Regions from separate parts of the Oryctolagus cuniculus genome. Here region 2 is linked to region 1. The links are chromatin contacts, called in public Micro-C maps. All regions are on one chromosome and are shown on one strand. The core of a region is the stretch at or near the end of the contact, and the rest is flanking DNA. Distances in the headings are between cores, read along the strand shown. Region 1 has its middle 47 kb from the start of NR1D2. Region 2 overlaps THRB (thyroid hormone receptor beta).

Region 1 (4,232 bases), core at 1,201-3,700:
AGCCGCGGCGCTGGCCTACATATTTAGAAATTTGATGTGTTATTTTTATTTACTTGAAAAGGAGAGAGAGGGAGGGGGAGAGAGAGAGAGTGAATGAGAATCTACTCTTTCACTCCCCAAATGCCTGCAACAGCGAGAGGTGGAGCAGGCTGAAGCCAGGGGCCAGGAACTCCATCTGGGTCTGCCATGTGGGTGGCAGGGACTGAACAACTTGAACCATCACCTGCTGCCTAGCAAGGGTGTGCATTAGCGAGAATCTGTGGTTGGCAAGAGGGAGAGGGAGACAGAGGGAGGGAGACAGAGAAAAAGAGAGAGAGAGAGGTCTTCCATTAGCTTGTTCACTCCTCAGATGGCTGCAACAGCCGAAGCTGGGCCAATCTGAAGCTAGGAGCCAGGAGCTTCTTCTGGGTCTCCCTCGCAGGTGCAGGGGCCCAAGGACTTGGGCCATCTTCTACTGCTTTCCCAGACCATAGCAGAGAGCTGGATCGGAAGAGGAGCAGCTGGGACTCAAACCAGCACCCACATGGGATGCCGGCACTGCAGGCAGCAGTTTTACCTGCTATGCCACAGTGTCAGCCCTCCCAAGCAGTGTCTTAACCACTGTGCAAAATGCATACTCCTAAACTTATATGTTAATTCCATTTGCAATGAACTTTTTGTGCCCCCGTGTGTGTGTGTGTGTGTGTGTGTGTGTGTAGTTTGCTTTTGTATCTTAGCTATATAGAGACATCCAGTTGGCTCACTTGAAAACCTAGGAGGAAATAAAGCTTAGAGAGTCCAGAATCCCCTATGGCTCACAATGAGATAGAATAGTGCTACGTGGAATGAGCTTCCTTTATTACCACTCTAGAGGCTGGGGCTGCTGCTTGCCATATGAGTCACACACAGTCATGCTTTGTATTGCACTGCTTTTTAATTTATTAGGGGCGTGAGCACTATTTTGGATGTTTGTGGGCCATGATAGCACATTTCAGCTATTTGAAGGGCTCTCGGGTGGTAAACTTTGTAGGGTTTCAGAAAAAGAATTTGGAATTGTAGATAAAAGCTATAAAAACTACAGAAAACTGGCTTTGGTGCAGGCACACCTTGAAAAGCTGTGGGATTATTGGTTATAATGATGCTATCGCACACCTACTATGTGCCCTGGGGAACCATAAGATTCCTGTGACTCACTGTATTGCGATACTTGCTTTTTGCAGAGGTCTTGCACCCTGGGAGACAGCAGGTGATGGCTCAAGCAGTTGGGTCCCTGCTACCCACGTGGGAGACCCAGATTGGGGGGGGGGGCTCCTGTCTTCAACCTTCCCAGCCCCAGCTACGGTGTGCATCTGGGTGTGAATCAATGGATGGAAGATAGAGCTGTCTGTCTCTGTCTCTGTGCCTTTCAAATACAATGAACAGGTAAAAATATGCTTCTAAAAGCTCCTCCTCTGTGCCGGGAGCGTTTGCACAGCGGGGCGCAGCCAGGAGCCCTGTGCCTTGTGTGATGCGTGCCATGCCCTGGTGTGCTGGTCACATCCCCCGGCCCCTGAATGCAAGAGACAATGATGCCCTCGGGGAGGAGGCAGCGGCCACAGGAAGTGGGAAGCCCTAGACCCGGCTCTGGGCTGTTCTGAGGGTGAGAAGTCTACTTCCATTGTGTCAAGTCAGTAAAACCGTGGGGTTGGTCGGTTTATGGTGTCCTTGTCCGTGATCTGTTAAAAAAAAATTGGAATGTGACTTTCCCCTGAGATTCTGCATTGCCTGCTTGCTTACTCCCGCCTGTATCTCAGCGATGCCTCAAACCCTGCACGTGCAAGCCCTAAATCCTGGTCCCGCCGCAGAGGCCGAGGGCTGCTACCCGCCCCATCGTCGGCAGGCGGCGCTGCAGCCCCAGGGATTGCCCCGAGAGTCCCAGCGCGGGGAAACAAGGACGCTGTTGGTTCATGTTTGTTTTTCAGGCGGAGAGAGAAAGCTGTGAGGAAAAATAAACAGTTTATCGGGCATTTCGACAAAGACACTTGAGGGGAAAGACAAGCTGTCGTTTCAAGGACAGGAAGAAAAAAAATCCCTGCATCTGTTCAAGCGTCAGACTCGTGAGAGCGCCTTGGGAGAAAAAAAACAAAAAACAAAAAACCAAAAAAGCAAAAAAAAAAAAAAAAAAAACCCATGCAATAGGAAGGGAAGAAAGGCATGGGAGATAAAAGGAGATTAAGAAAACGGGGAACAATTGAAATCATCTGCAGGCGCACAGCCTTGGGGGCGGGGTGTGGAGAGGCGGCGATCGGAAAACTGGAAACATCTGAAATCTAATTGCGCTCCTTGGAGGATTCAGATGCAGCGCCTGGGAGCCGCAGCTCCTGCCGAATTAGCGGCAGCTGCCCGGCCCGCAGCGCGCGCTGGTGGTGTAACTCAGTTCAGGAGTTTGCCGGAGCCTTGGATCCGACTCGCTTCCTTGCTGCCCCCAGGTCCGCCCGAGGAGGACGGGACGGCAGGGTCGGGAGTTCGGTTGTAGTGGAGGGGCCGGGCTGAGAGGAGCCCCGTTGGAGAACAGCCGCCGTCACGGTGAAGTGGCTGGCTCCTGGAAGTGCCGTCGGGCGAACCTGTTCCTGGGATTCGTGTGTTGCTCCCCGCCTGGGCTGTAATTCCGGCACTTTTCATAACCATGCTTTTCTTAAGAATTTCTTCTCATTTGCCTTTTTTTTTTTAAATTTAAATAATTACTTTATTTATTTGAAAGACAGAGTTACAGAGAGAGGAGAGAGAGAGAGAGGTCTTCCATCTGCTTGTTCACTCCCCAAATGGCTGCAATGGCCAGAACTGGGCTGATCTGAAGTCAGGAGCCAGGAGCTTCTTCCAGGTCTCCCAAGCAGGTGCAGGGGCCCAAGGACTTGGCCATCTTCCACTGCTTTCCCAGGCCACAGCAGAAAGCTGGATCGGAAAAGGAACAGCCGGGACTCGAACTGGCACCCATATGGGATGCTGGTGCTGCAGGCTGGGGCTTTAACCCACTGTGCCATAGCACCAGCCCCTTGCTTTTGTGTATTAAGTCAAATGATAGCTTAGGTTTTTGTTATGATCCGATTTTTAAAAAATTGCTATCCTCCCCTATTTATTTGAAAGGCAAAGAGACAGACACATTGAGAGAGACAGACACTGATGTCTCATCCACTGTTCACTCCTCAAATACCTACAGTAGCCAGGCTTGGGCCAGGCGGAAGCCAGGAGCCCAGAACTCATGCCAGGGCTTCCCAAGTGGGTGGTGGGGACCCAATTACTTGAGCCATCGTTTGCTGCCTCCCAGGGTGCACACCAGCAGGAAACTAGACTTGGAAAGCTGCCGTGGGACTTGAACCCGACTTGGGATGTGGGTGTCCCAGGCGGCATCTTAGGGGCTGTGCCAGACGCCTGCCCTGTGGTGAGGTTCCCAGTGCAACATCATTTCACTTAGTGAGTTCTTTCCTGGAGGGAGGCTTAATCAGAAGACACTGAAGGGACGTAAAACAATCCAGAAAACATGAAAGGGGGAGGGCTTGTTTAGATGGGCTGTTAGGACTCAGCCGCGCTGTATGCAGTAATTGAGTTAAATCAATGCAATAGAAATGCTATTACATAAGTAGTTCTTGAGCACGCGTCTACATCACAGGACGGCTTCTCAAAAACACAGATAGTGGGGCCCCCTCCCAGAGTGTCTGATTCGACAGGCCTAGACGTGCATTTCTAGCAAATTCCGGCTCCTGGTGATCTGGCGTGGTCTGGCGGTGGCTTCGGGGCTCGCCCTCCTACAGTTATGTGTGCTCAGAATAGATGCTTATCGAATGGAGGAGGGAGAGGAAGACAGAGTACGCAGATCCCATTTGGAAGCCTGGTGCGTGCCTGGCCCCATTCTGGGTTCTTTATTCTTAACTCTCCCCCATCTCTATGACCACACAAAGTAGGATTTACACTCCCCACTCAACATATGCGGCAACGTTCTGAAGCTAAACAGCCAGCAAGTGGCTGAGCTGGAATTCGGATTGCAAGATAACTGCCACAGAACATTCATTGCAGTTGGATTTATTGAATTCTGAAGATTTCAGTTCCAACTCTTTGTTGAATGACCTCGAGCAAAACCCTTAATTTCTGGACCTGTTCCCTTTTTTTGCAGTAGGTAAGTAGCTGGTTTAAAAATGAAGGCAAATGAAGTATGTGAGAGTGCCTAGGATAGTGTCTGGTGTGTGTTATGTGCCTGTTCCAACTGAACTTTCTTTTCT
Region 2 (4,232 bases), core at 1,133-3,632, 220 kb after region 1:
CCTCACTTTGGGAAGTGGAGTTTCCCCTTCTCTACCGCTGTCTCTCATAGAGAATGACCTAATTGCAGCGAGCCTTGACCCTGACATTTGGGAAGCATTTATAAGGGCAAGGTCCATCCCAGGTGTGGAGGAGACCTTGGGACCGGGGTCACTCCAGAGGGTTCATATTCCCAAGTCTCAGTTCTGGAGTGTGGGGATCTTAGAGAGGTTCCTTCATGGGGCTTCATTTGTAAAGTGGAACCATAATCGCTGCCCTCCCAGGGTTAACCTGGGGGTGGGGAGGAGGCAAGGGAGTTGGAAAGTGCTGTGTGAATGCTAAAGCCGGGCACCGACATGAGGTGCTAGAAGAGTTTTTCATTATCATGGTCACTCTCACTATGATCTGCTCATCTCCTAGCCAGACTCATCACCCCCAATCAGAGCACAAGTAACTGGAACTGTTATCCGGCCTCTACTTTAAGGTGCCCAGAGGTGGGCTAAGGACTCGTGCACGGCACAGAAGACCATGGCCTGGGACACCATCAACACCAAGATAAACTGGAGGTGAACTTGCTTCTCCCTCACCTGCCACTCTTCTCCTTCAAGGCCCTTTTTGATGTTTTGGGTTTTTTTCCTTTCCAGGTTATCTTTCATGTGCATTTAACCTTGTTAAGGGCAGGCAGGAAGGCTGGACATGGAAACAAATTTGTCTGCAACAATAAAGCATCCTAAATGCAGCTCCAATTGTCTTTCCTCCGGGTCTTTGCACCTTAAGAGTAAATCTAGGCCTCAGTGAGGTGAAAAAATGCAGTTGAATTTCTGATGGTAGGAATGAGTTAAGAACTCAGAAGGAAACAGAAGCAAAATGTACTTCAGTCTTACCAGGCTATGATCCACCTTTTATACTCGGTAACACTAACCCTATTTGAGAATGTAGAATCACAAATCGGTAACACGAGGGGCCCATGTTGCGGTGCAGCAGGTCAGCATCCCATATTCGAGTGTTAGTTTGAGTCCTGGCTGCTCTGCTTCTTATCTAGTTCCCTGCTAATGTGCCTGGACGACAGCTGAAAATGGCTCAAGTACTTGGTCCCTTGCCACCATGTGGGAGACCAGGATGGAGCTCCTGGCTCCTGGCTTCAGACTGGCCCACACCTGACTGTTGTGGCCATCTGGGGAGCACACCAGCAGGTGGAAAATCTCTCTCTCTCTCTCTCTCTCTCTCTCTGGCTCTGCCTTTCAAATAAATACAAGAATCTTAAAAAAAAACTCAATTAGAGGGACTCAATGCTCTCTCTGGTACCCTATGTGCACGTCCTGTCGCTGTCTCTCTCCTTCCCTTCCTCTGTTTCTGTGTCTCCCCAGGCAGAGGCACCATGGCATGTTGGAAGGAGTGAGGGCCCTGCTACTCACCAAGAGACTGGGGGTATTGAGAGTCAAGAGCTGCCTTCCTGACGTGGGCATCTGGTGCCCAGCTCAAGGGCCTGTGGGCGTTAGTGGGAGCAATGCACTTGCTTCCTCCTTCAGTGCCAGCCTCTGTGGCCATAGCCCAAGAGAACCTATTTCTGTTTGAGCACTAAGTCAGTAGGGGTTGAAGTGGGGCTCTTGGAGCCAGAACAAACCAAACAAAGAATCATCTGCCACATCGAATTCATTGTCACGCTCAGTGAAACAAGCAGCGGTTTTTAGCCAAATTATGGGATGACAGAAAAGTCAAGAAGAAACGAGCTGGGACAAGCCTTAATGAGGCCGGGCATGAAAGGATCCATTTGTCCACCTGCCATGGGCACAGTGCGTTTTCCCCATGGTCAGCTTTCTCCAGAGATGGCCACTCAGCTCAGAATGCTCCTGATAAACGCAGGCCAGTCTTAGCGGGAGAAAGCAGATGGATGGTTCTAGAGAAAAATTTCAACCCATGTCCTGCCGGCCAAAGCCCACCCTTACAATTGCTTCTACTGCCACCTGGTGGACAGAAGGATCGCTGCTTTGTGCCAAAGCAAAGCGAGGGAAAGTGTGTGTTTGTTGTGTGTGTGTGTGTGTGTGTGTGTGAGAGAGAGAGAGAGAGAGAGAGAGAGAGAGAGAGAGAGAGAGAGAGAGACACCAGGGAATTAAATAATTCCTGAGGAATGAGGATAGCATGCAGAACCAACCGCCAGATGCCTGCATATGTAATTGTGGTTAGGTGACTCATTGAGACACAAGCAAGAAAAACAACAAACAAGAACATGAAAATAAATCATTAGCACTGAAGCAAGTGATTTATTATTGATTTAAAATAGTGTCGTTTGATGATGAATAAGATAACAACAAACAACCCACTCCCTCCCTGGCCCTGGACGACTTCATAAAAAAGGCTACAGCACCTGCCCACTGGGTAGAGGCCCCACCTACAGTCATAACATAAAAGAAAACTCGATTTTGTGCCACGGAGACACTATCTCCCAGTCTGAGTTGGGGCTCTGCTGCCTCTGGAGTCGGCAGTGAGCTCCTAGTGGATTTTTTAGCCTGGGTGAGGAAGAATCGTTTTCCTAAGGAAGTGGTACAAAGACTGCTTGGCTCCTAAAATTCCTTGTAGATGAAAATAAGATTATCCTAATAAATATGGCTACAATTCATCACTACTTCGTCAAACATTGAGCCGAGGAGGAGGCTACATTGCAAAATTCCTACAGAAATAGGAACTAGATATTGTTCCCTCTCCTTCCTTTGGTTTCTGTTTGCTACTGCTTGGTTGAAGCCTCTTCATGCAACTTTATCAGCAAATTCAGCGGCTTCCTGTGGGGTGTCATGTGCCCGGCACAGTCACACTGAGTTTTGTTTAGAACGACTTGTTCCAAGGGTGATTTTCAGGAATGCCCTTGTGCGATGATTTCTTCAGATGTGCAAGAATGAACCTAGTAAGTGTAAGTTATGCAGAACGGGTTGGGAGAGTTTAGGCTCTTCTGATTTTTTTTTTTTTAGAAAGTGAAAGGAACCTGGGATAAGGATTGAGTCACAGAATGGGAATGGGAAGAGGTGGGTAGGAAGGCTGGAGAGGAGAGAAGCCCCTCAAAGACACACGTTTTTATCATTTTCTTTTAGGGTTTTCACCCTGATATTTAAGCCAGACTTAGAGTGTACATTTCCTTATGTGTGCCGGCTTGAATGCAAAATTCTGTCAGGAAGAATGAAGTCAAAATACACTGCTCCTGGGACAGCAATACTGTAACATGGAAATACCCACCTTTTCGGGTGCGTGGTACTCCTTATGTTTAATATTTTCTTCACCATGACCCTGGTTCAGAGGAAATACTTAGATGCTGTGTTGGTAAGTAACTAAGCCCAAACAGCCTAACCAACCTATATTTGCATGGTTTCTGGCATTTGTTGCTGTGTTTTCTTCAAAAGTTAAAAGTGCCCCCGCCCCCCCCCCCCCCCGCATTGGTGTGGCACTCCCAGGGTGCCTTGGGACAGAGTTTGGGAACCACAGCTATAGCAGCTTTGGGAATCTCCACAAAGCCCAAAGATCTCCTTTCACGCCTCACTCTTTGTGTCCACCATTTAGGAACATGGCGGGGACTCTGGGAGCATCCTGGCAGGCTACAGGTGGCTCAGGACGGGCACCCAGCTTCTCCACCCTGGCCAGCACAGAGCCTTCCCTAGACCACAGCCAGGGAAGAGGTGCTCACTCTCGGAAGGTCGGACCTCTTTGAAGGTGGCTTGCGTTTTTGATGGGCACCCCTGAATTTGGGACACTCCCCAATTCACTCCAGTCCTACAGTAATAAGATGATGCGAGACACGAAGTGTCAGAGAGTGACCTTGCAGTCTGCTTGTGTGTACACAAAGGCTCAGCATGGGAGCCACAGGGAGAACGGTTCTTGGTTCGCAAGGAGGAGGTTCGTGACAGAATCGCCTGAGAGACTCTGCTCTCCATCTCCAGGCCAGGCTCAGGCCTGTGTGCTGAAAATTCCTCGTGCATGATTCTTTTGAGAACTTCTGCTCCTGAGAGAAGCAGCTGAGTTTGAACATGAGTGTGGGGACAGTTGTCACCCTCTTAAAGTCATTTGCTGAGCTGCTGTGAGCCCACCTGAGTGCCTGCTGTTTGGGACCACTGGAGCTGACCCTACCGTGTCACGTTCTGTTCAGCATCCTCAGGCCTACAGAGAACTCCTCCCTGCCTCTTGACGCCTTTCCTGGGGCAGTAGCAACGTCATGGCCAGGCTGCTTTATCCGAAGCACATTGCTAATGAAAGGCTGTTCACTGTGTGCCGG

What was found. Hi-C and Micro-C count contacts between places; a contact is called where the count stands out from the background.
Region 2: a Micro-C map of ear pinna shows a contact between it and region 1, with 11 times the contacts expected there. The contact joins two enhancer-like sites. A contact is called at or near these places in 3 of 6 Hi-C or Micro-C datasets (ear pinna, psoas muscle and an unstated tissue).

The regions. Positions count from the first base shown.
Region 1 is chr4:159,920,526-159,924,757 of mOryCun1.1, forward strand. No RefSeq gene overlaps it. Among named protein-coding and RNA genes, the nearest start is that of NR1D2, 47 kb to the left of the region's middle. Within about 2 kb of position 2,451, at least 1 of the 8 cell types and tissues checked has an H3K27ac peak or open chromatin away from gene starts, as enhancers often do. A contact at or near this core is called in ear pinna, where this site is marked.
Region 2 is chr4:160,145,034-160,149,265 of mOryCun1.1, forward strand. All of the region lies in intron 2 of THRB (thyroid hormone receptor beta), which reads right to left. Among named protein-coding and RNA genes, the nearest start is that of NR1D2, 270 kb to the left of the region's middle. Within about 2 kb of position 2,383, at least 2 of the 8 cell types and tissues checked have an H3K27ac peak or open chromatin away from gene starts, as enhancers often do. A contact at or near this core is called in ear pinna, where this site is marked.